Regions from separate parts of the Mus musculus genome. Here region 1 is linked to region 2. A link is a contact called in public HiChIP or PLAC-seq data. All regions are on one chromosome and are shown on one strand. The core of a region is the stretch at or near the end of the contact, and the rest is flanking DNA. Distances in the headings are between cores, read along the strand shown.

Region 1 (3,020 bases), core at 94-2,593, 520 kb after region 2:
GCGCTTTGTCTCCCTGTCTCCTCCAAAGTTAAATAACTCAAGCCAGCATTGGCAGAGTGTCCAACAGGTAACCCCTGGGATAAACCGAGGAGCAAGCACCTTGACCTGTATCTGCCTAGTGTGTGGTTCTGAAGCCACAATGACCCAGGTCCTCAGCAAGACTTGTCTCAGTGTTCACTGCAAAAAGGCTTCACAGGCCCGAATCCTTCCCCTGTCCCTTTGAGATGTGTATTTGCCTCCCACTTAAAGTCGTGTATTCAAAGCATCATCATCAAGATGAATGTGGTGGCTCACTCAGGAAGCTGAGGCTGGAGGATTGCTCACACACACACAGACACACACACAGACACACACACACACAGACACACACACACTCACACACACACACACACACAGAGAGAGAGAGAGAGAGAGAGAGGAGTGGGGGGGAAGAGGGATGGAGAGGAAGGCAGGGAGATAAAAAGACAGAGGGCTGGAGAGATGGCTCAGCGGTTAAGAGCACTGACTGCTTTTCCAGAGGTCCTGAGTTCAAATCCCACAACCACATGGTGGCTCATAGCCATCTGTAATGAGATCTGATGCCCTCTTCTGGTAGGTCTGAAGACAGCTACAGTGTACTTACACATAATAAATAAATAAATCTTTAAAAAAAGAAAAGAAAAAAGACAGACAGAGAGGCACTCCATCTCCCTGTAAGCAAGAGGCCTCACCTGTACAAACTGCAGTTAGGTTCAGTTCACCAGCCTCCTCCTTCTGCTGCCATGGCACACTGTGGTGACACCAGTGCTTCCTAAGGTTGTGTCACTCTGAGACTCTGACATTTGCTTCTTAGCATGTGCTTAGACCCTAGCATGGTGCCAGGAGCAGAGCAGATAGGAAGTTTTTCCTGGCGGTGAAAACGTAGCTTAAAACATCTCATTTGTTCCGATTCGCTATTGTATAACAAACCATTTCCAAACCTCACACCCACCATCTCTTCAGACATTTAGATTCTGGGTCTGGGAATATGAAAGAAGCGTCTTTCTCTGCTGTTTCTATTTCATCTCTCCAGCTTCTCTCAGGTTCCTGAGGCAGGGATTCCTGCGGGGGACTGTCTCTTCAGGATGAGATGCAAAACTACCTTCAAATGGAAAAGATTCTCAGGCACCAGCTAGAGCTTTAGAACTTAATGGTCAACAGAGCGCCACTCACCCCCCCCCCAACTCCTCACCTCATACCCCCACTCTGACCAAACTGCCTGCCCAGCCCAGTTCCTCTTGCCATCAGAGTGTGGGGCTGCACTCCCTACCTCTGTGAAGGCTTTCTGGGGCTGGGAGATGACTCACTCGGGAAAGTGGCTGCACTGAGTACAATTAGCTAGTTCCAGCCCCTCCCTTTGGCTGTCAGACTATTGACACAATGGATCTACACCACTGCCACCCAGGCTTAAGACCTGTGGCCTCTTTTTGGGGGGACCCAAATCCTTTTGACCTGAGGACGCCCAGAGAAACCTGAAACCTCTACCTGTTCTTCCAGCCCTGTGGCAGGAAGGAGGAAATTACCTGTACTCTCTTCTCCTCCCCTGCCTACTTGAGGTTGGTTGGGCCTGGGAGGGGGAAGTAGTTCCCTTGATGTCACAGAGCTGCTCTGTGTGTGTGTGTGTGTGTGTGTGTGTGCAAAAAAATAATTAATTCCTTCCTTGTTCAAGGTTTATTAGTTCATGTCCCCTTCTCTACCAGTAACTTGTAAAAATGGAAGATTCAAAATCCTTTTTTTTCTTTAGTGAAGCCACAGCCCCTTACCAGCCTGTTGGAAACTACTTTAAGGTATGAGGGTACTGGGCACTTTTCCATCAAATATTGGGAGGATGAAAAGAGACAGTCAGAAAACCTATCAGCTCACCCGAGGTAGGTCAGCTTACTCAAGGACCTAAGGGATTGCCCACCAGCTTTCTGGAAAGGCTTTATGCGACATTATCAGATATTTACTCCCGTAAACCCAGATGTCCACACCCTAAGACAGTGAGCCACTAATATTGCCTTTGTCAAGCAGTCAGCCCCAGACATGACAAGAAAGCTCCAGAAATCAGACGGATCTGAAGGCATGAGTAGGTCTCAACTTCTGGAAATTGCTCATAAAGTTTACAACAGCCGAGATTCAGCAGCAGACAGACAGGGAAAGAAATTCACTTGTTCTGTCATTGGTGCCCTTGGTGAAACAGACACAAGAGGAAATGGGGGGGGGATAGACCAGGAGAAGGGGTTCAGGGACTCGCCAGCATCATCTGATGGGGTCCCAAGAAGTAGATCTGTTGGAGTTTAGACGAAATTAAGCACAAAACCCCCTGCCCTGAGGAGGAGTGAGAACAGGTCACAGAAGGCCTTTTGGAAGCCCCCCAAGCCCTGGCGTACAGAGTATCATCCATGGAGTGTCCCTCAGATCACATGCCTAGGTGACACTTGGAGGAAGGAAAGCAGATGCTTTCTCACCACCATGTTTCAGCTGTCCTACAAATAATCCCTGTTTCCACATTGGGGGGGGGGGCGCGGGGGACAAGTGTGGGAATTTCTGGGAGTGGTTGAAAATTGCTGGCTATGGTTAATGGGATTTGCTGAGTTAGCCAAGCCCCTCTATGCCAGCACTGGGGGTATGCAGCCTTTAGAATGGACTGAGACTCAGCAAGGGCCTTCAAAGCCTTGAAAAAGGCCCTGTTATCTGCCCCAGTCTTGAGCTTCCCATACATTATTAAACCATTTCACTTGTAAGTGGATGATGCCAGAGGCATTGCCTGGGGGTCCTCATGCAAGCTCCAGGACCCTGGAAAAGACAAATGGCTTATCTGTCTCAGAGACTTGATCTGGTAGCAGCCAGATGGCCAGCATGTATAAGGGCCAAGTTAGCTTTAGATCAGGAGCTGTTTCTGACAGCCAGACACTCTGTTGAGGCCCTCTTGAGGGGGATACCCAAGAGGAGGGTATCTACGTTCAGATGACCCAATACACTGTTTCTGTATCAACCCCATATTAAGTTCCACAAGATGT
Region 2 (3,382 bases), core at 505-3,004:
ACAGCTACCTCCTGATCCAGCAGCTGTCTTCAGCACTCACCCAGGAAGTGACTACAGAGAGACAGCTTCACTCAGAACAGTCCTGGACTGGAATCAGTCAGACGCTCGGCTTGCTTGCTTGGTTGTGGGACATGGTCTCCCTGTGTCACCTGGGTTAGGGCTTCTCTTTCTGGTTCAGCTTCCCAAGTGCTGGGATTACAGGGGTGGACATTACTTTTAGACTGCCAAGAGGTGTGTGTGTGTGTGTGTGTGTGTGTGTGTGTGTGTGTGTCTGTGTGTGTGTGTAGGGTTTTGGCCCAATGCCTCCTGTATGATAGGAAAGAACTCTCCACCAGCTTCATCCCTACCTCCTACTAGGTAGCATTTAGTGGGTGAACGGCTAAATACCCATTTAAGACAGCAACCGAGGCAATAGAGAAAAACACAGGAAATTAAGGGCACATGAGAAAATAGTGAAACCCCTTCATGATCTAGTCAGCCAAGAGTCAAGAAATGTCAAAAGAAAAAAAAAGTATGAAGCCAAATTGCCTACAGAGATAATTCGAGTTTTCTGGAAAGCATCTCAAATAAGGATGTTAAAGTAACAAATGGAAAGAAAGGAAGAAAGAAAAAGAGAGAGAGGGAGGGGTGTGGTAGTATGTTCACACCTATAGTCTCTGCACTTGGGAGACAGAAGCAGGAGGCCATTCTGGTCTACACAGGGAGTTCCAGGTTATCTAGGGTTCAAGCCAAGCCAAGCCAAGCCAAACCAAACCAAACCAAACCAAACCAAACCAAACCAAACCGAACCGAACCAAACCAAACCAAACCGAACCAAACCAAACCAAACTGAACCAAACCAAGCCGAACCAAACCAAATCAAACCAAACTAAAAAAGCAACAAGCTGGGCATGGTGCACATCTTTAACCCTAGCCCTCGGCAGGCAGAGACAGGATCTTTGTGAGCCTGCCTGGTCTACATATGAGTTCCAGGACAGTCAGGTCTACACAGGGACCCTGTCTCAACACCTGGGAAAACAAAGCAGAACAAAACAAGACAGGAACAACCAGTGAACTCTGTGTATTTAGGGCCAGAATGTGTGTGGCCTTGAGTTTAATGTATCAGTGTTCTTTCATTTTTAAACAGTATACATGAGAATTTCATTTCCAAGAGAAAATTCTTTAAGAAAAATAAATTACCCAGCTCCTACATCTTACTTAGCTTTCAGCTACAAATTTAAGCTTCGCTTCAACTTTAAATCTTGCAAATTACATCCTTTGAGGGCTGTAATGGCCCAAGATCATATACCCGGCTGCTGTGAAGAGAGGCGAGGGTAGGTAACTTTCTCTGAAAAGCATGCACCCATTGTCAGGCCTGTCCTGTCTTCTGGTAAGCATCCAGCCTACATAGCTTACAAGCTCCCTAACTCTGCTTCTTCACTCTGCGGGAGAGGAAGGTCAGCCATCTCTGAGAAGAGGTCTCTGGGAGGGGGAAGGGAAGTCCTGAGGCTGCTTCTAAGTGGGCTGTGCCTCCCTCCGTGCCTCTGCTGACCCAGCAGCACCCTGGATGCGTGTCCAGAGAACCACACTCCTGAGTAAAGACAAGCACATTCAGATGCAGCTCACAGCCCCCCCCCCCCCCCCCCGGATGGATAGGCGCTAAAGGCTTCAAACGCAGAAGGCTGCAGAATTGATCCTCTTTACACAGCCTTAAAATGATAACAGCGATGAAATGAGGAAGAGATCGATGCTAGTCAGGGGTCAAGGAGGAAGTGGGGTGTCGAGGAATGACTGTGTCGGGAGGGGCAGGGAGAGGTCTGTGGGTGGCACGTATGCCCAATAGTGACCTGGACATCCTTATCAAGCTTGTGACACTGAACTGCAGTGCTATCGGCAGTGGGTAATCAGTAAAAAGGCACCCAGGATCCCACTGTATTATCTCATGCACACGCTTATGAATCTGCAAGTATCAAAAGTGACAAGTGCAAATGAGTGCTTGCTTCCAGGATCATAAGGGATGAGAGACCCACTTCCTTCACACACGTGCTGAGGCAGAATTCGGTGCACACACACACACACAGACACACACACACGCCAAAGTTCTGGGCACTGGAGAGATGGCTCAGCCATCTGAGCTGTTCTTCCTGAGGACCCAAGCAGTTCACAACTGTCTGTAACCCCAGTTCCAGGGTATCTGTCACCCTCACACAAACATACACGGAGTCAGTACATCAATGTAAATAAAAATTGAAGAATTTAAAAAGGAGTGTGTGTAGTTAGCCTGAAATACTCTAGATGGGTGTCAGAAGTGCTGGCAGCTCTGGGGTAGGCTGGGACTGCAGATGCCCTAGCTGCCCCTGAACCTTATCTTTATGGTCCCACAAAGGTGTGACTAGGCTCACAGGTGGCACTAGCAGTTGTGCCTGCGTTCATGGACGTCTGAGACTTGTCCTTGAGCTATGTGTGAGATTGCAAACAGCCCAAAGGCCGATAGGTGTGACGCTACACTCCTATAGTTCCAGCACATAGGAGGGTGGAGACAGCGGGCTCAGAGGGCAGGTCAGCGTGGGCTAGGAGGTCGTTTTAATTAAAGAAGAAAAAGAACGCAAAGGATTCATAAATCTTATCTAGGACCAGGCTGAGTTTCAGCTCCGGTGGCTTCCCAGACTTTCTGAGGCTCCAATCACCTTCCCCACAGTCTCAGCACGGCTCTGCCATGCTCCTGCTCGGGAGACGTGAACACCCCTCATGCCCAGGTCTTAGCTTCTGGTTCTGCTTCGCCTGGACACTTTCTTTAGAGTTGAAGCCATTGTCTAGGGGTATCTTCCCAAGAAGGCCTTCCTGGACCGTCCTGTGTGAAGCAGGCTTGTTCCCTAACCCATGTCATCCCTCATCACATGAACTTGATATCCATTGTCTGAACACGCCAGGATTCTCATCAGTAGGTTCACGCAAGGTAGAAAGAATCCGAGTAGGAAAAACCAGGAACCAACCAGTTCATTCTTTTTCCAACCCTGGGAATCAAACCCATGGCCTTGTGGACTCTCCTAGCCAGCCACATCCCCTGCCCTAATTAATTCCTTAATGAGTGAACAATGAAACTCGTTTGGTGGACAGAACCTTTCAGAGGTGGTCAGGGCTTGGGAGAAGGTTGTGGGAAGCGAGGAGCATCCGGGCCCCTCTACCTCTGACCTGTAGACAGTCTTCCAGCAGTGACCAGAAAGTCTCACTTTGACTCATTCTCCTCCAGCTCGTAAACCTTCGTCTCCTTAGAACGCATTTTTCCGTGTCTCGCCCTGGCAGTCAAGGCCCTTCTCAAACAGCCTGGTCTGCTTCTCCAGGGCTTTTCCCTGCCTCGCTTTCAAAGACTGCTCATGGGTTCCAGTCAGACTGTGGTTCGGAT

What was found. HiChIP or PLAC-seq counts read pairs in DNA pulled down with a chosen protein or histone mark.
Region 1: a contact with region 2 is called in an HNF4G HiChIP or PLAC-seq map of pancreatic cancer cells. The contact joins two enhancer-like sites.

What each region holds. Positions count from the first base shown.
Region 1 is chr4:47,073,813-47,076,832 of GRCm38.p6, forward strand. No RefSeq gene overlaps it. Among named protein-coding and RNA genes, the nearest start is that of Galnt12, 17 kb to the right of the region's middle. Within about 2 kb of position 1,344, at least 23 of the 459 cell types and tissues checked have an H3K27ac peak or open chromatin away from gene starts, as enhancers often do. A contact at or near this core is called in pancreatic cancer cells, where this site is marked.
Region 2 is chr4:46,557,072-46,560,453 of GRCm38.p6, forward strand. All of the region lies in intron 2 of Coro2a (coronin, actin binding protein 2A), which reads right to left. Among named protein-coding and RNA genes, the nearest start is that of Trim14, 23 kb to the left of the region's middle. Within about 2 kb of position 1,755, at least 37 of the 459 cell types and tissues checked have an H3K27ac peak or open chromatin away from gene starts, as enhancers often do. A contact at or near this core is called in pancreatic cancer cells, where this site is marked.